Linked DNA regions of Mus musculus: region 2 is linked to region 1. A link is a contact called in public promoter capture Hi-C data. All regions are on one chromosome and are shown on one strand. The core of a region is the stretch at or near the end of the contact, and the rest is flanking DNA. Distances in the headings are between cores, read along the strand shown. Region 1 holds the start of Ugt1a5 (UDP glucuronosyltransferase 1 family, polypeptide A5). Region 2 holds the start of Spp2 (secreted phosphoprotein 2).

Region 1 (3,994 bases), core at 488-2,987:
AAAAAAAAAAGACTCCACCTGAAAATCCTAGAGCTGAGAAACACTTTCTTCAAAGTGGTAGAATATGAAATTAGCAGTTGTCTTCCTAATCACCAATGGCTGACACATTGTGAAAGTAATCTAGAACACAACCCCAGTAACAATTGCCTCAAAAAATAAATACTTTAGACTAAAGTTCACCATGGCCAGAAAAGAACTCTACAATGAAGTTGTTTTGTTTTGTTTAACACTGAAGAAAGATATTGAAGGGGACACTAGGAAATGGTAGAAATGCCCATAGAACTAACAATGGCAATTTGAAGTTCCTTTGTCCTCACCTAGAAATACTTACGTTGAACTCATCGTAATAGGTCAGCAGCTCATTATCTCTGTTCCTGCCCCAGTTTGGAAATCTCACTCTCAGGAAAATAATAAACTGCCACATGGATAGACTCAGTAGAGCCCTCCCCCCACTTCAGTCCATTACAGACCCTCACCACAGCCACCAGTCCTACCAATGGCCAAAGAAAAATAGAAGAATCTGAGGCTGGAGAGGTGGCTGCTCTTCCAGGGGAACTGAGTTCCAAGGACACACATGATGGCTCACCGCCATTTGTAATTCTAGTTCTAGGGGATTCAATGTTTTCTTCTGGCCTCCATGGTCACTGTATGCATGTGGTGCACAAATATACATGGCATACAGGCAAAAAACCATACACATAAAATAAAAACAAAAAGACCCAAATAAAATAGTTTATGTTATGAAGATATGAGAAAAAGGGGAAGAATCCTTTTAAAGACCAGAAGGAAAGTTAGTATTAGAAAATATATTCTGCATAGAATACTGATTGCTTAAAAATACAGACCTGAGAGAGGGGCTTCTTGGTAACACAGTTTATGCCCCCAATGAAGACCATGTTAGGCATGATGGGCCTGGGGTAGTCGAGTACAAAGTCCCCTCGGAACAGCCACACGGATGCATAGCTGAAAAGCTCCACTGAGGACACTTCTCTCTGAAAAAGCTCAGAGGCCAGGCTTTCATAGGGAGTGATCAATAAATGGCAAATGTACTTCAAGACCAGATGGTACAGCATGTTCTGGACCCTTTGCAGGAAGTCCATGTGGTCGGAAAGCCTTGTGAATAGGTTCGGAATATAAGAGGAAGGGCTTGGACACTGTGTGGCCTCATATTCTATGCCACAGGGGATGTATCGTAGAAAGAACACAGCAGGAATACCTAAGTACTTGGCCAACAATGCCCCACAGGGAAACACGGGATCTGTAAAGACTACATCAAAGGAGCTGGAATTCAGGTGGTGGAGCAGGGACTCGTTGTGCAATATATTTGTACAAGTCTTTAAGAGAACGGTTGACATGTTTCTCAAAGCCTCAGATGTTTTAAAGATTTTCTTCATATAGTTTCCTGTGTCAAAAAACACTTTAAGGTTTTCCATCATTTCTTCCAATTCTTGTCTTGTATAGGGAACGGCATAGACTTTGAAAGTGAAAAAGTCCTCTTCTTTGATGCGCATGTTCACCTCTGGAGCCAGGACCACAGTCTGGTGACCTTGGGCGTGGAGCTCTCTCACAACATCCCTCATGCTCAGCCAGTGGCTTCCCCCCACAGGAAACACTAGCACCTTCTCACCTTCAGTCCAAGGCAGGGCACACAGCAGGAGCAGCCCCACTAATCCTTGTAGGGGCATGCGGAGTCCCATAGTCACTTCAGTGGATGCGCAGAAGAGTCAGGTTTCCTCAGCAGGGTATGACTCTTACTCCTCTAATTTCGTATCCAACCTTGTCACGCCACTGGGTGGCCCCAGCTCCCAGACATTAATTATTAAAGGATAAATCTGCCCTTGGTGCCCGATCAATCCTGATTTCAGCCAACATATTCCTGATCTTGTTTCTCTCCTAGAAAACTGGCAGAACTCTCTCTTTAGAAGATATCAGAGTTGATATTTAGCTCTCCTCCATTTAAAAAACTATGGCTGTGCACACCCATTTCATTCCATGGCCTCATTCTCTGCTAACCACATTCTAACAGGCTGGCCTGAGCTTTGAGCATTGCCTGGTATTTGGATTTACATTGCAATATTTCAGACTGTCACCCTATTGGTTAACTCTCTAAAGTCTCCCTCCACATCCACAAGGAGCACTCACTATATTTTCAGATAAAAAACATTGCTGAGTCAGCTTGGCACAAAAGATCTCTAATTCTATTTTAAACTTCCAGGATGGGCAAGTCCATGGAGATGGCAGGGTAAAGGTTGTCCAGCATTATGGGATGGGATTATGGGTTATGGGATGTCATTTGGAATGAATAGGAATTGTTGTGGGGTAAAGGCTGTCCAGGGTTAGGGTTAAGAGATATCTTTGGGAATGAGCAGGAATTGTCATGACTGTCGACCAATATGAACATAAAAATATTATACATACATTTAACTAGTTGGTAGTTTTGGGTTTTTTGTTGTTGTTGTTGTTGTTGTTGTTTCACGACAGGGTTTCTCTGTGTAGCCCTGGCTGTCCTGGACCTCACTCTGTAGACCAGGCTGGCCTTGAACTTAGAAATCTGCCTGCCTCTGCCTCCCAAGTGCTGGAATTAAAGGCGTGTGCCACCACACCCAGCCTAGTTGGTAGTTTTAAACTACAGACAGGACACAACCTAAATTCACCTGACAAAGGAGTCTCTCCACTGAGGGATCACTTAGGGCAGACTGGTCTATGGGCTTGCTTATGGGAGATGTTCTTGATGCTCAGTTGCTGTGGGGGTGGGTGCTGGGCTCACTGTGAACACACTGCTCTCTGGGCAGGTGGCCTCAGCTATGTGAGAAAACTACTTCAGCCTGAGCCTGAGTGAGGCAGCAAGCAGCTTCTTCACAGGGGGTCTGCCTGGCCCTTCCTGCTTGAGTTCTTGTCCTGACTCCACTCAAGTCTGCAACCTGCAAGAGTAAGCCAAAGAAATCCTTCCCTTCTCTAAACTGCTTCTGGTCAGCGTACTTTATCACGGCAACAGACAGGAAACTAGAACAACAACAACCCAAAAATCACTAAGCTGTAGTCATTAAATGAGTAAGTATATCATATGCAATTGATATCTGAGATGATTAAAAGCCCACTAATGAGAGAACGATAAAAATATATATGCAAAACAATTTGAGAGATTTAAAAGTCATTCATCCCATAATCAGCTTCCAAACGCTGACACCATTGCATACACTAGCAAGATTTTGCTGAAAGGACCCAGATATAACTGTCTATTGTGAGACTATGCCAGAGCCTAACAAACACAGAAGTGGATGCTCACAGTCAGCTATTGGATGGATCACAGGGCTCCCAATGGAGGAGCTAGAGAAAGTACCCAAGGAGCTAAAGGGATCTGCAACCCTATAGGTGGAACAACATTATGAACTTACCAGTACCCCGGAGCTCTTGACTCTAGCTGCATATGTATCAAAAGATGGCCTAGTTGGCCATCACTGGAAAGAGAGGCCCATTGAACATGCAAACTTTAAATGCCCCAGTACAGGGGAACGCCAGGGCCAAAAAAAAAAAAAAAGGGAATGGGTGGGTAGGGAAGTGGAGGGGGGGAGGGTATGGGGGACTTTTGGGATAGCATTGGAAATGTAATTGAGGAAAATATGTAATAAAATATATTTAAAATATATATATATGCAAAACAATTTGAGAGATTTAAAAGTCATTCATCGCCGGGCAGTAAATAAATAAATAAATAAATGTCATTCCTGTGATCTGGTATTACCTAAATTATTAGCTACATCTCTGGCTATTTAGACACTGATGTGGAATACTGCATGGTAACTTACTTTATTTGCAATAATATATTCTTTCCCCCTTTCCTATTTATTCTCCATTTCTCCATCTCCTTCTCCCTCTCCTGCCCTCCTTTCTTCTTGACTTCTCTTCCCTCTTCCCCTCTCCTCCCTCACTTCTGTCTTATCACTGTCTCCTTCATTCTACCATTTTCTTTGGTGTTGCTTGTATTTAGTTTTCC
Region 2 (3,435 bases), core at 833-3,332, 240 kb before region 1:
TCTCTGTTCCGTAACTTTGCAGTTGTTTCCTGTGACATTGTGGAATGCAGAGCTCAAGGAAAGACCATGGGGACTCAAATGATGGGGAAGAGCAAAAGTGGCTCAGGAACAGGCAGGCATGGGGTGGGCAACACAGAGACAGCTAAGTGCCACACTAAGCATCTGCTAGGATCACATCTGTGAGTGGCTAATCTTTAGGTGCCCGGGATCAGGCCCATATGACTATACCAAGATGGCCACATGTCAGATTATGTTGTGTCGGCCGTGGCTCACTGGTTACCTGTCCACAGTGTCCCAGGTTACTTCTCTCTGAATCTGTCCTTGTGCTCCTATTCAATGAACTGTTTCGTTCTGTAGTGAGCAATGGCTAAATTAAAAATGATGTAAACTATAGATCTGCAAGTTTGGCAAGGAGCTATGGGTTCTACAACATTCTAAGAAGATTGCATTCGGTGCCAACGGAATGTGGCCTAGGTGCTGGCATGAGCAGGGTGGGAGGGAGAGGCAGCGTCATTCTGATGAGGCTTTCTTCTAGAAGCAGCTTGACCTTTGGCTAGCAGCTGCCTACACCTGCCTCTAAGTGCCTCCCCACCAGCGTGCTCAGTGTGAACCCTGACAGTCAGGTGCTGGGTGGGGCTGGCAGCTCACTCTAGCTCAGTCTACACCTTCACAACCCAGTTATCCAGCTAGAAAAGGCAACCAAAGCAATGAAATTTGCTTTGCATTTGGGAGAAAGAAAACTTGGAACCAGTGTCTGCAAAAGGGGACCAAAGGGACATGTTTTACATGCAGTTGAGCTGGGAGAATGAAGTGTGTATGCTGTTGAGGAGCAGAGGAGCAGCTGAGTGTGAGAGGAGCAGCTGAGTATGAGAGGAGTAGCTGAGTGTAAGTAAGAGGTGGTAGCCTAGAATAGGGTGGAAAAGGGAGCAGCCAGTAGGAGCGGCCATGTGGCCTCTGTGTGGAGGTAGTGGCTGCTGACCACAAGGCTCTACTCATGTCTCCATGAGCTTGTCAGTCCTATTTCTTCTTCATGTCTGTCCCTACCTCCCTGTTAGCCCAGTTAAGCCTATAAGAAGACAGAGAGACTCCTCAGGGAGCAGGAAGGAGAAAGGCCTCTCTATGATCCTGTTCTGCTTCCCCCTCACTTTGGCCACAGTGAGTCACAGCAAGCCCGAGATAATGTCTCTTTCCCAAGTTCTCTAGGTGATCGGGAAACAGCACTATCAAGTCCACCAGAGTGGGTGGGTTTCATGGACTCAGAAGCCAGCGTTTCTTTCCTATAAACACTGGTAGCCCAATGCTGAGTGGGGAGAGAGTCTCTTTCTCATTAGGCAGCACCTCCCAATCAAACAGCATCACAAGGACTTCTGGGATCTTCACCCCAAACCAGGACACACACAGAGAAAAGCCGAGGTCAGAGGGAAAACACAGAGGGAAGAATCAGATGTCCCAGGAAGCTTTGACAGCCTCGGGACAACAACAACAACAAAATGTAATTAAATCTCTTCTCAGTCCAAAAAGTCAGCATGGAAGAGGACAGACTGTGATCATTGTAAACAGAAGAATAATCTACTCAACAAAGTAGGTGAAGTCAAGACGGGGGCGGGGGTGGTAAAAAAATGGCTCAGGGAGGTATCTCCATTCACTTACTCTCTTCAAGGAGCTCCGGGTCGCCCGAAACAGGTAAGGACTCAGGGACTGCGAGTTCACCTTTGCCACTGAGGCACTGAGAGCTTCCTGCAGAGAGGAAGGGTCGTAGTCGTACACCGGGAAACCTAGACAGCAAACACACAGGCCACAGTGAGAGAGAGATGAGGCACCGAGAGGGCTGTGATCACCTAGGGCAGGTGGCCAGCGGTGGCATGTGTCCTTTACCTGTGGCACACCAGTAGTGCATGCCCAGCACCAACAAAGCCAGCGTCTTCAGCATTGCCTGCTCCATACTGAGAGGATGGCGACCCAGAGTCAGGGAGACGGCCTCTCTCCAGGCTTCTGGATGACAGCTCTTTCAGAGGGTGGCTGTCTTATTCTTGTCACCTGTGACCTAGCTGCCCTGGCTGGCTGGAGCAATCTGGAACCTCAGTAGAGATGATTGATTCCGGTGTCAATATTTACTGCTGACTTTTCCTGTGGAAAAATTCCAGACTGAGGCCACTTTTGAAGTTTGGACCTCTCCGAGGGACTTTATCCCACAGCAGGAGACATTCAGAGAGGCTTGGGTCTCCCTGTATAATGTTTATCTTCTCTCTTTGCATTTTGTTCTTTGGGGGAGGGGACATAATTGTGGACTCAACAAAACGGTGACTTTAAAGCTTGTGCATCTAGTCCTTTCCCAGGTCCTCAAAATCCTTCACCCTCCACCTCTCAATGCCAGAGTCCTCCCTTCCTAGAGACTGCACTCACGCGGAGTGATTTTCCTGTTGGCTTAGCTCTGCCTGCCACCTCCACTACAGAGGCCATGGTTCAGAAACCACAATGGCCGTGTTTGTGATAGGGAGAGTAATGAAGCATGCAGCGGATGAGTGAGTGTATGAGTGCACCAGGTCTCACTCAACTGTCTTTCAGGTCTTTCATTTGAAGCTGGCGCTAACTTCTGGTGTATAACAAGTACCCAGAGCGTAATACCACAAGACAATGACCACTGGAATTTGTAATTCCGTTACTTTTAACCTGGTTTGAACTCAATTCCATTAGAGTCTTCCAGATTGAACTAATGTCACCATCTGGCTCCAAACGCTCTGGACTCATTAAATGAACTGCAGTAATAAAAGCAATTGCAGATGAGCGGAGGAGATGAAGGGAACAACAGCATCCTGTTGCCAGCACTGAGCTATTGATTTTGCTTGACGTTTGCTGGGGTGAGGGAGGGGGGGACCACTGCATTTCTCAGATTCTCTTGGCTATAATTAAGTGTTAGCACCAGGCGTGCAGGGTGGGCTCTGATGGAAGCTAGAAAGCAATGACTTTTAAAATGCCCCTGCAGAATTCCATCATGTCTTGTAAACCCAGAAGATTAAATATAAGCCATCCAGTCACGCTCATGCTATGGTGATTTCTTGTTCTTCCTCCGGTTTGCAGAAATGTGTGCCTCCATCATCCCAGTGATTTTCTGCTATTCCAGCCCCCAAATACTCGGTCAAAGTATTCAAAATTGGGTGGCAGTAAGTGAAGCATTGTATAGCCCTGCACACAGTCCCTGGAAATTTATATAAAGTACATCACAGACCATTTAACAGGAGTACCTGGGAACACACTGAGCAAGAACCGATGGGCTATGGCTGCATCGTAAATGAAGATGCATTACTTTCCAAGGTCATTTCCTCTTTCTCATCCTCCCCATCATATTATTTGCACTGGGGTGGGATCACTAAATTTAGAACAAATGTAAAAATGGAATCTTCAACTGATCCCTAAACCACGAACTTCACAGCTGCC

Evidence for each region. Capture Hi-C pulls out chosen DNA fragments and counts their contacts.
Region 2: a contact with region 1 is called in a promoter capture Hi-C map of pancreatic islet. The contact joins the promoter of Spp2 here to the promoter of Ugt1a5 in region 1. A contact is called at or near these places in 7 of 39 promoter capture datasets (the 3T3-L1 cell line, embryonic stem cells, hippocampal neurons and 3 more) and 2 of 9 other capture datasets (embryonic stem cells and pancreatic islet).

The regions. Positions count from the first base shown.
Region 1 is chr1:88,163,755-88,167,748 of GRCm38.p6, reverse strand. Ugt1a5 (UDP glucuronosyltransferase 1 family, polypeptide A5) reads right to left here and starts at 1,737. Exons shown (of 5, transcript NM_201643.2): 1 at 846-1,737. The coding sequence starts at 1,697. The region is part of intron 1 of Ugt1a10 (UDP glycosyltransferase 1 family, polypeptide A10); the gene reads right to left. All of the region lies in intron 1 of Ugt1a9 (UDP glucuronosyltransferase 1 family, polypeptide A9), which reads right to left. All of the region lies in intron 1 of Ugt1a8 (UDP glucuronosyltransferase 1 family, polypeptide A8), which reads right to left. It also overlaps Ugt1a7c, Ugt1a6b and Ugt1a6a.
Region 2 is chr1:88,405,657-88,409,091 of GRCm38.p6, reverse strand. It overlaps Spp2 (secreted phosphoprotein 2), which reads right to left and starts at 2,082. Exons shown (of 8, transcript NM_029269.3): 1 at 1,876-2,082; 2 at 1,651-1,775. The coding sequence starts at 1,942.